Regions from separate parts of the Mus musculus genome. Here region 1 is linked to region 2. A link is a contact called in public HiChIP or PLAC-seq data. All regions are on one chromosome and are shown on one strand. The core of a region is the stretch at or near the end of the contact, and the rest is flanking DNA. Distances in the headings are between cores, read along the strand shown.

What was found. HiChIP or PLAC-seq counts read pairs in DNA pulled down with a chosen protein or histone mark.
Region 1: a contact with region 2 is called in an H3K4me3 HiChIP or PLAC-seq map of embryonic forebrain, with 5 times the contacts expected there. The contact joins the promoter of 1700125H20Rik here to the promoter of Myo19 in region 2. A contact is called at or near these places in 6 of 39 promoter capture datasets (the 3T3-L1 cell line, the C10 cell line, the HPC-7 cell line and 3 more), 1 of 484 Hi-C or Micro-C datasets (nephron progenitors), 14 of 115 datasets of contacts at active chromatin or transcription factors (the NIH/3T3 cell line, bone marrow-derived macrophages, craniofacial prominence and 8 more) and 1 of 9 other capture datasets (embryonic stem cells).

The regions. Positions count from the first base shown.
Region 1 is chr11:85,168,671-85,172,890 of GRCm38.p6, forward strand. It overlaps 1700125H20Rik (RIKEN cDNA 1700125H20 gene), which reads left to right and starts at 2,426. Exons shown (of 6, transcript NM_028589.1): 1 at 2,426-2,557; 2 at 4,164-4,220. The coding sequence starts at 2,507.
Region 2 is chr11:84,877,772-84,882,059 of GRCm38.p6, forward strand. It overlaps Myo19 (myosin XIX), which reads left to right and starts at 2,399. Exons shown (of 25, transcript NM_025414.4): 1 at 2,399-2,740. It overlaps Pigw (phosphatidylinositol glycan anchor biosynthesis, class W), which reads right to left and starts at 2,514. Exons shown (of 2, transcript NM_001077636.1): 1 at 2,457-2,514; 2 at 1-741. The coding sequence starts at 730.

The sequences.
Region 1 (4,220 bases), core at 1,176-3,675, 290 kb after region 2:
AATGGATTTGTGTTTGGTTTTACTTACAGTTGTATTTGAGCCACTTCTCTGGCTGTTATCAATTGTCGGTTCAGGCTACTCCCCAGGCTTGAGAGTAAGCCATCATGTAAATAGGGCAGCCATGCAGAGCTTGGGACTTACTGGAGGCTTTTGGAGTGAAAGGGGTTGGAGAAGAGAGTGAATGAAGAGACCAGAATAGCTAAGCCTTTTGTTTTTAAAACATCTGTTTCTTTTTCAAATGTAGGTGTGTGTATATACAAGTAATATACACATGTATGTGTTTATTCAAATCTTTTTAAAATTTTTTTCAGTGTTATTTCATATCTCATGCCACTTTTGGATGATGTATGTGACAATTTTGGGGGTTTGGGGTTTTGTTTGTTTGTTTGTTTATTTGTTGAGACAGAATATCCATGTAGTCTGGGTGACTAAAACTGAATCTGTACTGACAATAGGCCAGGCTGGACTTGAACTTGTAATAGTCTTCTCCCTTCTCCAGAATGCTGAGATTACAGGCATGTGCGTCTGGTTTCTGTAGTGCTGGGCATGAAACCCAGGACATTCTGCGTGATAAGAAAGCACTCTGCCAACTATCCCCCTCCTAGTTTGTCCTCCCACTCCAGTCTTTCCACTGTCTCTTCATAATACATTTTTAAGTTTTGTTTTTTGAGACAAAATTGTGCTGTGTTGTCCAGACTGGCCTTGACCTTACAACAGTCCTAGGTCTTGTGCCTTCCTGGACACGACTATTACAAGGTCCCGCCCTGGCCAGCTTAGCAGCAGGACAGAGGAAGCAGAATGAGGGCCATCCCCTGGGGGCTTTTGGAGCATATACTCCAACACCTTTTTAGTGCATATTCAAAAACGGAACCGTGTGCACATGCTGCTGCTCTCAGCTCAGGAGCTTTAGGCGTAGAATAGCACTTGGACACGGGGGACAGATATGTGACATAACATTTTATTTATCCTAGTGACATCTTCAGAATGCCACTATTGTCAATTTTTTTCTCCTTAAGGCTCTCCCCAGGATGGACAGAGGTAATGCATGTTCTACATTTTCAAACACATTGTTTACTGACAATTTTATAGAGTGTCTAGGAGGCTTTCTTTTGCCTTCCTCTTACCAACATGGTTGTCCTTAGCTGTGAAATAATCCTCAGGGAGCAGGTCTTCCAAAGTGAAGCAGAGAAGTAGGGACTTTGATTGTCCCCATCTCCTCTCCACAATTTGCTAAACATAATAGTACAGAGAATAGTTTATTTCTGGACAGAAAAGGAACTCGCCCCAAACCCCAGGGTCTCCTGGCCTGTCCAGCCTTGGAGCTGGTAAGAGCTGCCATGTCCTGACCTGTGAGGCTAGATGGACAGAGGGAAGTTCTATTGGCTGACCCAGAGGCCACCAAAGAATAGGGAGAACATGATCAAACTGAGCGACATCCAAGAGGCCCTGGAGATGGAACCCAGCGTTCCAGGGGAAACATGGCTTAAATGGATAAACTGCAGCTGCAACGGTCTTTTACACCGGGCAACTCGCTACGCTAGCTGGGGAAAGACACGAGGGGGCGCTGGTGCCCTGCTAGGGACAAAGCTTGTCCTGACCGAGCGGCTGAGCACCCATCAGCCGGAACCATGCCTGCAGCTCAAGACACTGCTGATAAGTGTTTGCTCGGTCGCCCCGGCCTCCCGCTGGCATGCTGGAGAAGCCAGAGCACTCCGAATCCAACCAAAAGCCTTACTTCTGTTTCAGTGGCCACTGACTTAAGGCAAGTGATAGGACCTCGGCTACCCAGGCTCATTATGAAACAGGGTCACTACTTGGCACCTACTCCCAGGAAGGTTTTGGTGAGATTAATGAAATACATGCCAGCTGGTACTTTTGTAAGTGCCCTTAAAGCAACCCAAACATCACTCCACACAATCATTTATTAACTAGATGGCTACAGGGCGCTAGCAGTGTATTTCAGTAGAGATTTATTATATTCCATTCTCTCTTTCAGCACACCTTTTAGTCCTTTGTTCTGGAAAAGACTGTTACAACTCTCCCCTCCCCGCCCCCGCGCCCCCAATACACACACTTTCTCTCTCAATAAGCCTCCGGAATAACTGCGGAGTGGTGTCCATCCAGGAAAATTACTTCAGAAACTTTACCGAGGTTTAAAATCAATAGCTTCTGGCCAGAGGTGTGCCATTTGGTCCTAGTCAGCTGTAAGCACTGACACACAACCCCCCCAAAAAAAAGTGGGGTGGGGGGGACAGCACACGTGGCTCACTGACTTACCTAGTCCAGATCCCAGCTGAAGGAGATAGTTGGCTGCCACCCTGAGGCATGAGTGAACAGGGTAGAGAGGGGCCTGAGCTCTGTGTTGGCAGTTGCCATGGTTTTGCTCCGAGTTCTGGAGCCAACCTGCCCACTACCTGGGGCACTCAGGTCACAGAAGCAGTAAGTTAGAAGTCTGTGGGGAACCTGAGACTGTGCTATCCTGGTGTCTGCCCACCCAGCTGTTGAGATGGAAGCCTCAGATTGGCAAGGGGGTGAAGGAGACAAGCCACTAGAGAAGGTGAAGTGAGGCTGGGATGTGAGGGAACCAGGGAAGGGCTGGTTTTGGAAAGCCACGAACATGAAATTCAAGGAAGGAGACAAGATGAGAAAATGGTGGAGTATGTGGGTTGGCAAAAGCCCCAAAGAACAAGAGAACACAATTCCTTCAGACAGTTGGGCCAGGGTGTAGCTCAGGAGTAGAGAGCTTGCCTGCCCTAGTCCTGGGTTTGACTCCCCAGAGCCGCAAAGCAGGGGTAAGCAAGTAGGAAACGTGTTTATCAAAGCTGTGTTTCTGTCAAGACAGTGAGAAGTCCCATTTGATCATTAGTTATAAAGGGTTACCCATGTCCATGTGAGCACACGTATGTGTTACGGTCTCTGTTCAGTTATGTGCTGTGTTTATGGAGTTAGCCAAAGTCCCCCACTCTCTACAGTTGGGGGGAACCTGTCCTGTACCTACTTTACCTAGCTTCCCTTCAGAGTGCTCTGAGTGTGGCTCTTCCTCTCCTGAACTCCAACGGCAAGTAATCCAATTGTTCTGAGAGGCTTTGAAAATGTGAGTTTAACCCTAGCACTTAGGAGGCAGAGGCAGATGGAGCTCTGTGAATTCAAGACCAGCCTGGTCTACAGAGTGAGTTCCAGGACGGCTAGGGCTGCACAGAGAAAGTGGTTTCATTGTTTGGGGGAGGAAAAAAAGCAAGCAAACAAAAAATCCTAAACAACAAACAAAAATCCCAAAACACAAGCAAACAAAAATGAAAAAAGACAAGAAACTTTAAGTTTCAAACCCAGTTAACACCAGTCTAATAATCCTGTGCTAAATCAGTAATATTTCAGACCCTTTGTCACCACTAGTTTTCAGTTCCCTTTGCTTCACTTTGTGTCACAAGTCCCTTGTTACCACCACCACCCTTTACCGGGTGCCCTTCATGCATGCCATGATGCTAACATTTAGAGATGCATAGACATTGGCCTGGCACCTCGGTATGTCCAAATGAAAGGAGACATGGGCCGGGCATGGTGGTACACACCTTTAATCCCAGCACTCAGGAGGCAAAGGCAGGCAGATCTCTGAGTTCGAGGCCAGCCTGATCTACAGAGTGAGTTCCAGGACAGCCAGGGCTACACAGAGAAACTGTGTCTCAAAAAACCAAAAAAAAAAAAAAAAAAAAAAAAAAAAAAAAAAAAAAAAAAGAAGAAGAAGAAGAAGAAAAGAAAGGAAACATGGTTGTTGCCCATCCCCCTGAGGAGTCACAGAATTCTTTCTGTGCCTGGGAGTTCTCAGTTATAACCAGAGGAAATGGTAGCTAACCTCACAGTCTTTGTGGGAAAAGAAAATTAGTAAATGTTTATCAAGAGCTTTACAATGTTTCTCAGTATAGCCAAGAATAATTATGAAAGAAATAGGTAAAATATTTTAGGTTTTCCAAGGAGAGGTTTTCAAAGATGGGGTCTTTTGGGCCAGACTCACTGACCTGGCAATGTTTTGAGAGAGGGAGGGAGAGAGAGAGAGAGAGAGAGAGATCATAGGGAAAATAAAGAAGGCCTTGGTTGTCATTTGCCAGTATCTGCCCAGCACTGGTCCTCAGGCCCAAGCCCCTCTCTGACTGTGCCCCTCCTTCCAGGTGGGGAGCGTTCCCTGTTTAGAGAGGAGCTCCAGCACCGTGCCCACGGGAGATGCT
Region 2 (4,288 bases), core at 1,149-3,648:
CAACTATGATGGTAAAGAAAAAGTTCCAGTGAATGCCGTACTCGGTAGAATGTTCCTGGTAGCCTATGGACTTTATAATGACCAACCGTCCCATTCCTAAGAAGACCAATGGCCAGACAGAATACAGCGATTTTCTAAGATAATTAAATCTAGACTCTTCTATAGATTTCCTTCTAACCTCTGGACAAACCATTGCCGCCCCAAAAATAAAGCCACCTACTCCAAAATCCATTGCTCCTGTCCCATAAAGTTCAGTTTTGGCAAATCTTCTAGGGAAAAGTGGGAAATCCACGGCCAAAATGGCAATAGCCGTAAATACGCTGTTAATGACCCGGTAACAGGTGATTGCGGGATTGTACTCAGATTCTAGGCTGATTTTCAAGAAGTTTGCAAAGACTTTCTGGACAGGCACTTTGGCGTAGCAAGTCCTCCTGTGGTATATCTGATACAACAGCCATGCCCCCCAGACAATCACAGTGAGATTCTCGAGGAGGATAAAGGAAGACAATACAGTCAGAGTGATCACTAGGGGGACTATCAAGACAACAAAGTCCATGAGGAATCGTGTGCTCCAGGTGTTTGAGAAAGAGCATACGTGCTGTGAGAAGATGATCCAAAGGCCTCTACACAGGATACAGAAGGCAGGAAAGCACAGGCCCTGGGTCACTTCCAGCACACTGGTCCCACTGAGGTTCCTGACAAAGGCTTCCTTCAGCTGCTTTTGAGACATTTTCTTCCTTCCTGTGGAAACAAGAACAAAAGAATGGATTTGAAGAACACAACATTGTTGTGAATTCAGTAAAAACCTATGTGCCTAACTTGAATTTACATATTTCTTGTTTAAACAAAAGTTTAAGGGCTGGAGAGATGACTCGGCGGTTAAGAGCACTGGCTGCCCTTCGGGGGGACACAGGATGAATTCCCAACACCCATACGGAAGCTCACACCTGTCTGTAACTATAGTTTCAAGGTATCAGACACCTTCATACAGACACACATGTGGGCAGAACAGAACTTCAAGCCCTACTGGTTTCAATTCATGGACAGAACTGTCCTGACTCTCCTAGAACCTAAGATTATAGGAAGAAGTCAACAGTGACACACGAAAAGTATGAAAGTTCTAGTACACAGTTTTATCTTCAATATAAGGCAAATTCAAAACAAAAGTTGCTTAGCTCCCAAACAACTGTGTCTTGTTTTTGTTTGTTTCCTTGAGACAGTTTCTCTGTGTAGCCCTGGCTGTCCTGGAACTGTTTTGCATACCAGACTGGTCTCAAATTCAGGCCTCTGCCATGAGAGTGCTGGGATTAAAATCATCACTGCCCAGCTCTTTTTGTTTGTTGGGTTTTGACAGTGTCTGGCCATGTATCCTGAAACTTAATATGTAGATCAGTCTGGCCTTGAACTCACAGAGATCCACCTACCTCCCCGATCCCCTGCAATACCTAAAGGCATGTGCTACCACTGGCTGCCCTTCCAGAGGTCCTGAGTTCTGTTCCCAGCAACCATGTGGTAGCTCACAACCATCTATAACGAGATCTGGTGCCTTCTTCTGGCATGCAGGCAGAACACTGTATACATAATGAATAAGTCTAAAAACCACCACCACCACCAACAAACCATGTGTGTGGGGGGGGGGGGGGACGACTTCAGGGAGAGAGAGAAGTTGTAAATGTATTTTAGAGTTAGGGCCCTTGGTTTCAACATTGGGTACATAAAGAATGCATGAGCCTCGGGTTGCTCTTTTCCTATTTTACACACAGCCATATTTTCAGATTAAGAAGCAGGTGGACAGAATGGATGCACAGTGCATACCAGCGCCAGTGGCTTCTTTTTAATGCAACCTAAAACCTGTCACATTTTAATGTCTGAAAAGTTGCACCCTGAGAGAACACATCCGACAGTCAGATGTGAATTGATGTCCCTGACAATACACCAGCACCTCACCGTAAGTGGCCCTGCTCTTTTGGCCTTTTAAGTTTTTTTCCTGGCAGACCTGGCCACAACCACGCCCTGCCCACGACTGAGGGTCTCCGGCGTGGACAGAACAGGCTCCCACCGCAAACTGCGGGCACCCTCCGCTTCCGCCTCGCGAGCCGCGCTTCCGGCCGTCGCGGCTCAGCCTGTTCTTCCGGGACCGCAGATTCCGCGCGCCCCCGCCGGGGATGGCAACAGTCCGCACCCCGCCGAACTCCCCACGCCCTTCAGGGTCTTGAGCTGGGTTGGGCCGGGTGCTCTCCAGACCTAGCCGCGCGGCGGGTCCGTGGGAGGGGCGTCTCCCCTCCGCCCCAGGGCGAGGCGGGTTAGGTAGAGGGTCCCCGGAGCCCGCGTCAGCCTCGGGCACCGCGACCTGCAGCAGAGCAGCGCAAGGGCTCTCGGGAACCGCACTTTCCCACCCAGAACTCGGGAGGCCACGGAAACGCCACACCTCACACCCCGGACTCAATAGACCTCACCTCGCGAACAGCCCGCTAGCCGGAGCCGGCGGCCTGGGACGGGCCACGTGCGTCCCGCGCCGCGTGTGCACGCCCCGCCCCTGGGGAGGAGCCGGCGGGCTCCGGGCCATCGAGCCGCGGTTGCAGTGCTCCGCCAGGCGGCCTGGAGCTCCCGGCTTTCTCTCCCGGCCGCTCCCGCGCTCTCTCTCCTCCACGGGCTCTTCCCGCTGCCTCACCCTGCCCACCCGCCCTTCCAATCGGCCTGGGCTGGGACTACCACGCTGGGCGCCCGGGCCGTGGGACCGGTGAGTGCCACTCTCCACCTAGATCCAAAATCCCACACCGCCTGAGGAGGTAGGGAGGTCGGTGAGTCGCTCAGCTAAAACAGAAGGAGGCGTCTCACTTTCTAATTCAGCATTTCTCTTTTTACCCTCTTATGACCAAGGAGGAGGTAACACACAGCTCGTGGCTTTTGCCCAGGGCAAGGACCTTCACGGTCACTTTTCAGCTTGCCAGCAGGGGGCCGGAAAGGGGGTGTTTCTGGCTGACCGAGGCTGGACGTCTCTTTCCTTGTTCTACCCAGGGACGGCGGGAGAGACTTAAGGAAACTGCGCCCTTGACTAGGGTCATAGCCACCTTCCCAGAAAGGACGCGTTCTCTCAGTACCAGGTGCTTCCGGAGTGGTATCCCGGCCCTGGGCACCTTGGGCACGCTGCCAGTGCTGGAAGTGCTGGATCCGTCCAGGAATCTGGAGCAAAGCAGGCTGAGCCCCCATCCTCACCCCCCAGGACCCAGCTCTTTTCCTTATAGCCCTCCTTCTGTACTTCTTACAAAAAGAAATCCGAAGCAGAGGCGGAGAGGGTGGCAATCTGGTTACCACTTGCCTTGACTTGGTTGGTCCTTCACATACTCATTACTCTCCTCTGCCTACTGTGGTCACACCCTTTCCAGAAATTCTTGGTGGTAACCACGAAGAGGAGGGAGCAGGAGAACTGGAGAAAACTGCTTTGATCTGATTTGACTTCAACCAGGAGCTGACGCTGCAAAGTAATAACCAGCATTTACCAAGCTCTCTCGCAGGTCTCGCCCGTACGAGCCATAATTTTGCGCTTTGTGGTATGGTATTATACCATTGGCAATTGTATAAAAATGAGGCTTAGCTCCTGTAATATATTCTAAGAAGGTTGTGAGCTTTGGATTCTAACTTAAATGCGCTGTTGTGGTCTCCTGACTGGCCTCCCTCTCAAGATCAGCTTCCAGTTGAGTCTCCAGAGACCCTTGGGTGATGGGGTACAGTGTACACAGTGATATTGCCTAGCCCAGCCCTGATTCCCTTTTCTTCTTGAATTTTACCTCTCCCTGTTTCATGGCCATCCCTGGTCCTGCTTCTTTGGAGACTAGGTGTGTTCAAAGCTTCAAAAAGTCTGTATCGGGATTGACTCATCAATCCGTTATAGATGTCCCTCATCCTCACGCCTCATTGCTAGGCAGGGATGGGAGTCTGGGACACTCCCGAGTCTGGCTGAAGCTCACCAGTTTTCAGATACTGTCCTCATACAGGTACTCTCAAATAGATTCTTTCCTGGTCTCACCTTGTTTGTTCGAGATAAGGTCTTACAGTATAGCCCAGACAAGACGCAAACTCTGAGATCCTCCTGCCTCAGCCTCTTGTATGTTGAGATTACAGGCACATGCCACCAGTCTCAATCTCGTCTGTTGGGCAGTGGGCGTTCCCTATCTGTTTAATGTCTCCAAATGAACCATCAGCCCCATGCATAACACTAATTGTTCCTAGACAATGATATGATACTCAGACTTGTACTGTGCTTTCAAACCTTGACGTCATTGGCCTT